Regions from separate parts of the Gossypium hirsutum genome. Here region 2 is linked to region 1. The links are chromatin contacts, called in public Hi-C maps. All regions are on one chromosome and are shown on one strand. Each heading gives the region's core, a stretch centred on a gene start, on an enhancer-like site or on the middle of the called end of the contact. The rest is flanking DNA. Distances are from core to core; before and after follow the strand shown. Region 1 has its middle 35 kb from the start of LOC107963391. Region 2 has its middle 3.9 kb from the start of LOC107961802.

The links. A called contact is a pair of places that touch in the nucleus more often than the background predicts.
Region 2: a Hi-C map of leaf shows a contact between it and region 1, with 3 times the contacts expected there. The contact joins two enhancer-like sites. A contact is called at or near these places in 14 of 34 Hi-C or Micro-C datasets (anther, callus, fibers and 3 more).

What each region holds. Positions count from the first base shown.
Region 1 is chrA06:107,417,575-107,420,719 of Gossypium_hirsutum_v2.1, forward strand. No RefSeq gene overlaps it. Among protein-coding and RNA genes, the nearest start is that of LOC107963391, 35 kb to the left of the region's middle. Within about 2 kb of position 1,722, at least 8 of the 9 cell types and tissues checked have an H3K27ac peak or open chromatin away from gene starts, as enhancers often do. A contact at or near this core is called in fibers, hypocotyl and leaf, where this site is marked.
Region 2 is chrA06:107,490,584-107,493,728 of Gossypium_hirsutum_v2.1, forward strand. No RefSeq gene overlaps it. Among protein-coding and RNA genes, the nearest start is that of LOC107961802, 3.9 kb to the right of the region's middle. Within about 2 kb of position 1,423, at least 9 of the 9 cell types and tissues checked have an H3K27ac peak or open chromatin away from gene starts, as enhancers often do. A contact at or near this core is called in fibers, hypocotyl and leaf, where this site is marked.

The DNA.
Region 1 (3,145 bases), core at 472-2,971:
TGCTTAGGCCATGTGAACCACATGGGCCATTAGCACGGCCATGTCATAATAGCCACACGGGCGTGTTGCCCTTCCACACGGGCGTGTACCCTGTTTCAAGGGTCATCTGTATTAAGTCGGTTTAAGGACCCGAGTTGATTGCGAACGGCTTCTAATGAATGTTTGAAACCTCGTAGGCCCATATTAAGGAGTTTAAACAAAGTTCGAAAAAGTTTTAAATTTGATCAAGTCTTGATGACTCGGAAATGTTTGAATGCATGTGTTTAAGTTTAGTAATGCCTTGTATTCCGTCCTGGCATAGGGCATGAGTGTGGAGTATTACAAATTTACCTTTCCATAGCCATTTAACCCATTTAACTAATAGATACCAACTTTTGCAACCTTTACGATTTAGTCTTTTTTACATAATTAACCATTTAAACTTTAAAATTTCTTAACGAAACTTTAATACGACCTTAAGATAATCCCACAGGCATTAAATAAATATTAAAAAAAACTCATTAGTTGGAATTGTGGTCCCGAAACCACTGTTTTTGACACCAATGAAATTGGGCTGTTACAAGGTAGAATTTCCTTTCAGAACCCGAATGCAAATGAATTGAAGATTACTACGGATAATCTTAACATATATTAAGTCCAATTTGACCCAAATACCTCTCGAAAAATTGATAGCTTTTACTCGGTGAAAATAATGAAAACCAAAGCTAGCTATAATCTTTTTTACTTTAAAGCCATTAACCTTCGTCTTCAATAAGTTAACAATATCAAGCTTATGTTTTCTACTGTACACAAGGAAAATGTGAGAAAATTTCAAACTAGCACATCCTTGACAATTCCAGGAGAAAACTATCAAATCCATAAAAAATAAAAATAGGATTGATACCAACCTTACTGCTTGGAGTTCCCCGACCCTGATGTATGATTTCCTTTGAAAGCCTCTAGCCCTTTGTCCATTTCCATGTCTAGTTGAGCATTAATTAACTCAACCATAGAGTTTAAAAATTCAGTCAAAGGAACTCGGGCAATAGCAACCAATTTAAACTTGTCCTCCCGATTACGGATGGTTTGATTGAGTTTTTTGCCATTTCGGCTCGAACCGCCTTTATCACCTGAACCTTAAGTTTTGAAAAAAGAAAAATTTTTCCCACTCTCGTCTGTTATATCATCCCCCAAAGCTTCTCCATTATTTGGATTAGCATTTTCCTTGAAGACAACAAATGAGTGTTTTCCTAGGTCAAGTTTAGAATTATATAAGACCACCATCTTCCCCTCCTATTCTTCAAAGGTTGGATTAAAGTGTGTAATGGTATTAAGGGATTCATTAGAAAAATTAGAACAATTAAAGAGGGCCTTTAATAAATTACCCAGCTGCCCATTAACGTCTAAATTTGCCACGTCCATGCCTGATTCATTTTGTCGCTCTTTTGGGTCAGAAATAATCACGACCCACCCCGAAATTTTTTTTAACTGAACTAATCCCACCAATACCTGGTCCCTACCCAACAATCAACAAAAAACCAATCTTAGCCTGCCGAATTGCTATGTCTAAAGTAGTGCTCCCAACGGTCCTCAAGCCCAAGTCTTAATCTCCCCCTTACTTTCCCCAAATTCAATATTCTCCATTGCCAAAAGCCCATTTTCCATATTAACCTGCACTGTTTTTTATGGGCCAAGTCCACCACCAACCTGATGCTGGTCCAACATTGTTATTCATTCCCTACAAGACCCACCAAGCCTTGGTCCATTTACTAACAGGCTCTGACCCACCCCACTTCTTGGCTCTTTCACAGACCCAACACCTCCATTATTTAAAATAGAGGCTCCTTTCCCCAAGGTTTTTGAAACAGATTTATTAAATCACCTGATTTTAGCTCCAGATTTACCCGACATTGCCTCATTTACAGCACCATTATCTTTCTCCAGATTTTCTAAATCATTTAGGGCCAGAAATCTCGATCCTGAACTTACTTTGTTTGAAACCCCTTCCCTTTGATTCCGCATTTTTTTCTGCCCCCGCCCATTTCTCCGCTCCACCACCATCCAAGGCTCGTACGTCGCCTCCTCATTACAGTTAACCGGCTCAGACGATCCCAAAGTCCCACTGGTTTTTTCCTTCACATTATTCGACTTCCCCACCGGTGCTGGGCACATCTCTTTCAAGTGTCCGTAATTGCCACACGAAAATCAAATGGTCGACAAAGTTTCATATTCTACCTGCTGTTATTCTCCTCTCACCCATATTCGAGACACCAATGATCTATCAAGATTTACGAAAAACAACCATTCTAGCAAAACAAGGTCTGATTTTGCTATCTACGTTGAAATCAAGCTGGGCTACCTTGCCCACCAAACCGCCAACTGCTTCCCGAATTCTCCTTTTATACATAAATTCTGGAAGACCCGATAATCTGATCCATGCCAGAACCACACTCGGGCAAGGTTTTTTGGAGTCGAAATATTTGGTCCATGGCTGCACAGTAAGGTATTGATCATAAATAATCCATGGTCCTTATGAAAGGAATTTGGTAAAATCTTCCATACACTGGAATTTTTCCAAAAAATACCCGTATTCAATGTCCATTAGGTGAATTGGTTTTGATGGTCGCCAAAGGCTACTGATCCGATTATGAAGGGTTGTGTATCCAATATTTCGCCTAGTAACTTTAGCGCAACCGTTGTCACCATTTCTTTAAAAAAGGATCTTTTGGATACGATGTGAGAATTCTATAGTTGGGATTCCATTGACCATAGTTTTATAACATCTTCTTCTAGAAACTCGATATCTTCAACACTATCACCTTTTGTACGTCTATTAACCTCCTCATGGTTAGAAAACCTTGTTCCAATCAACTTATGTTTCTAGGATACCTTTGGCCTCGGTTCCAAGTCCACGAACATATCAACATCCTCATCACCTTCACCATCTTTAAATCTAACTTTTTTCGTTTCCTAATCAAGAGACGATCGAGTTTCAGAAACCCTTTCTTCACTAAAAGGAAAGACCATTGTATTTTAGACAAGCCTAATATTTTTTTAAACATATAAGCTTAATATATAAATCCACTTAAAACCCAAAACAAAACTCATTTCTTTTAAATTCTATAATTAAATAAAAAATAAAAATAAATTCTAAATTTAATTTCAA
Region 2 (3,145 bases), core at 173-2,672, 73 kb after region 1:
TTCATACCTTTAGACAAAAAAAAATTGGGAAGAAAGGTTTTATGGCACTTAAGTTAGACATGAGCAAAGCGTATGATAGGGTGGAGTGGTATTTTTTAAAAGCTCTGATGTTAAGGATGTGATTTCATACTTTGTGGGTGGAAAATATTTTGAAGTGTGTCACTTCAGTCTCATATTTAGTAATTATTAATGGGAGAAGTGGTTGGGCATTTAAACCGACGAGAGGAATTAGACAAGGGGACCCTCTTAGTCCCTTATTGTTTTTAATTTGTAGTAAGGGCCTTTCGGGGTTTATAAGGATGGCCTTGAGGAAGGGGTCGATTAAGGGAGCACAAGCAAGTAGAGGGGATCTCTTAGTTTCTCATATATTATTCGCTGATGACAGTATATTGTTTGGAGAAGCTAGCGAGTGGGGCGTACAAGTTTTGAAATCAATCCTAATGCAATACAAAAGATCCTCGGGGCAAAGTGTTAATTACGACAAATCAACAGTTTTTTTATAGTAGCAACACTGCAGAAGAATCCACGAGAGTTGTTTCCATTATTCTTGCGGTGAAAAATTCAAATAATATGGAAAGATATCTTGGTTTGCCGAATCTTGTGGGGAAAAATAAAAAATCTTCTTTTTTGCTAGTAAAGGATCGCATGAGGCAACAGATTAAGAATTGGAATGTGAGGTTCCTTTCTCAATGAGGAAAGGAATTATTTATTAAATCTATTTTACAGGCTATACCCACTTACACTATGGCCTATTTTTTACTTCCAAAGTCTTTGTATGTGGAATTGGACAGCATAATGACTCGATTTTGGTGGCAAAAAGGACGAGGGCGAAAAGGGATTCATTGGTGCACTTGGAACGACTTTGCGATCTGAAGGAGAATGGGGGTATGGGATTTCATTGTTTATCCAAATTCAATGTTGCATTATTAGCTAAACAAGGTTGGCGTCTTCTTAATAATCCAGATTCAATATTAACGAAAGTTATAAAAGTTAAGTACTTTCTAAATACAGATTTTCTTAATTCTGAGTTAGGACGACTACCTTCGTATACCTAGAAGAGTGTATGGGCTGCTAAAGAATTGCTGAAGAATGGGATTTGTTGGAGGGTGGGAACGAGTTAGAATATTTCAATTGCTATTGATGCGTGGCTTCCTAGTACTGAAAGTTATAAGTGTATAGGCCCAAATTTGCCTGGGCCCATACCTAAAATCAAAACAAAAAATAATAATAAAAATAAAATCATAAACCAAATAAATTAAATGTCCAAGTCCTTTTACAACTCAACCCTAACTATTAAAACCAAACCACTCAGCCCAACTACTAAAACTAACCTAATTAACAAACAACCCAAACCCCATACCCGAATAAAACAAAATAGGCCCAATGGCCCAAAACACTAATGAATTTTTTCGGCAGAAACCCTAGGTCACTAGAAGCTTCAGCCGCCGCAGCCTCCAATCGATTCTTCCACGCGCGCCATGCTTCACGCCCACGAATAACTCCTCCACGCCATGCACACCTGCAACAGAAAACAACGAAGCAGCAATTGATAGCAGATCACAGCGAATTACAGCAAAGAATTTGTATTTTCTTTTATTTATTTATTTTATTTTTCGGCTATAAACCGAAGGAAAATGATGTAAATGGGATATTTTTTTTCCTTTCTTTCTACGAAGAGAATAATAGTTGAATATACGCATATATGAAAAGAGGAGAAATCAATTCAAAGAGTTTTCAAGAGGTGATTTTAGAGTTTATTTTTTCTTTCGATTTTGTTTTTTTTTCCCTTTGATTTTCATTATTGTGTGTAATATACAAAATAAACAAGGGCATAAGCACTTATCTAATAGAAGGAGCCTTCGAATCCTTGTTGACTTCGTTGAAATCGAAGCTTTGATGGGGATTCAGGGGGGTCCGATTTGTTGACATGGAAGCAAGGAGAGAAGAACTTCTTGGTTCGCTCGGTTGAGGAGGAAAAGAGATTGAAAAATTTTGAGAGAAAATGGTTTTGAAAGCTGTTTTGAGAAGAATAATCAGTCTGAGGTTATTAGGGCTTTTGTTTTGATTCATATATATGCTCAAAAACGGCACCGTTTAGTAAAAACATGGATCTGCGCCTTAACCCATTTGGAAGCCGAATCTGCGCCTTTTTCACCTTGAAAGGTTAATTTGCGCGTCTGGTCCTTTGACTTTGCGCAGAATTTTTAATTGATCTTTATTTACATTTTATTTTATTTTGAATTTGTCCTAGAATTTGTGTCTTTGCGTTTCGGTCTGCGCCTAGGCACAGTGTTTGGAAAACTGGGATATTTTCATATCTAATCCCTATACATTTGCACCCGTTGCACGCTGGTCCTTATTTCTATTTCAATAGTTTTTTATATTTATTAATTATCCCTTCTAATTTGATTTCATTTCAATTAAGTTTTACTTCAATTTATATATCTCATTATTTTTAAAAAAAAAAATCCTTTTAGCATTCATCTTTTATTTTTTTATTTTTTTATATACATTTTGAATTACCTTGATAAGTTTACTTTGTTTTTTTCAAAATTATTATTTTTAAATTCCTTTTTATATCATATTATTTTAACATTTTAGATAATATTTTTTTTATAAATGTTTTTGTACATTATTGTATATATAAATAATTCATGATAAGGTTAATTTTATTCCATGTATATTATTAATCTTATATTATTTTATACATATAATTTCCATTAAATTTATTCCTATATTTTATTATATATCTTTGCTATTTAAAGGAAGATCCTACATCTCAAATGTATTATTTAAATTATTATTATATATATATACATGTATATTGGTACATATGTTTGATTTATATACATCATTAAATCCATGTTATTTTATTCATATAATTTCTTTTAAATTTATTTGTATACATCATTATGTTTTTAAAATCTATTACATATACAATCTATGATAACATTAATTTAATTTTATATATATTATTAATCTCATGCTAATTTTTACAAATAATTATTCTTAATATATATGCATGTTTTGTGAATTTGTTATGTGTATTATATCTTATAATGTATTTTTATTATTCTTTCATAGCTTATATATTATTTAAGAATCATGTACATTGTCAAATTTTTAAATGAATTTATGTTTAAAA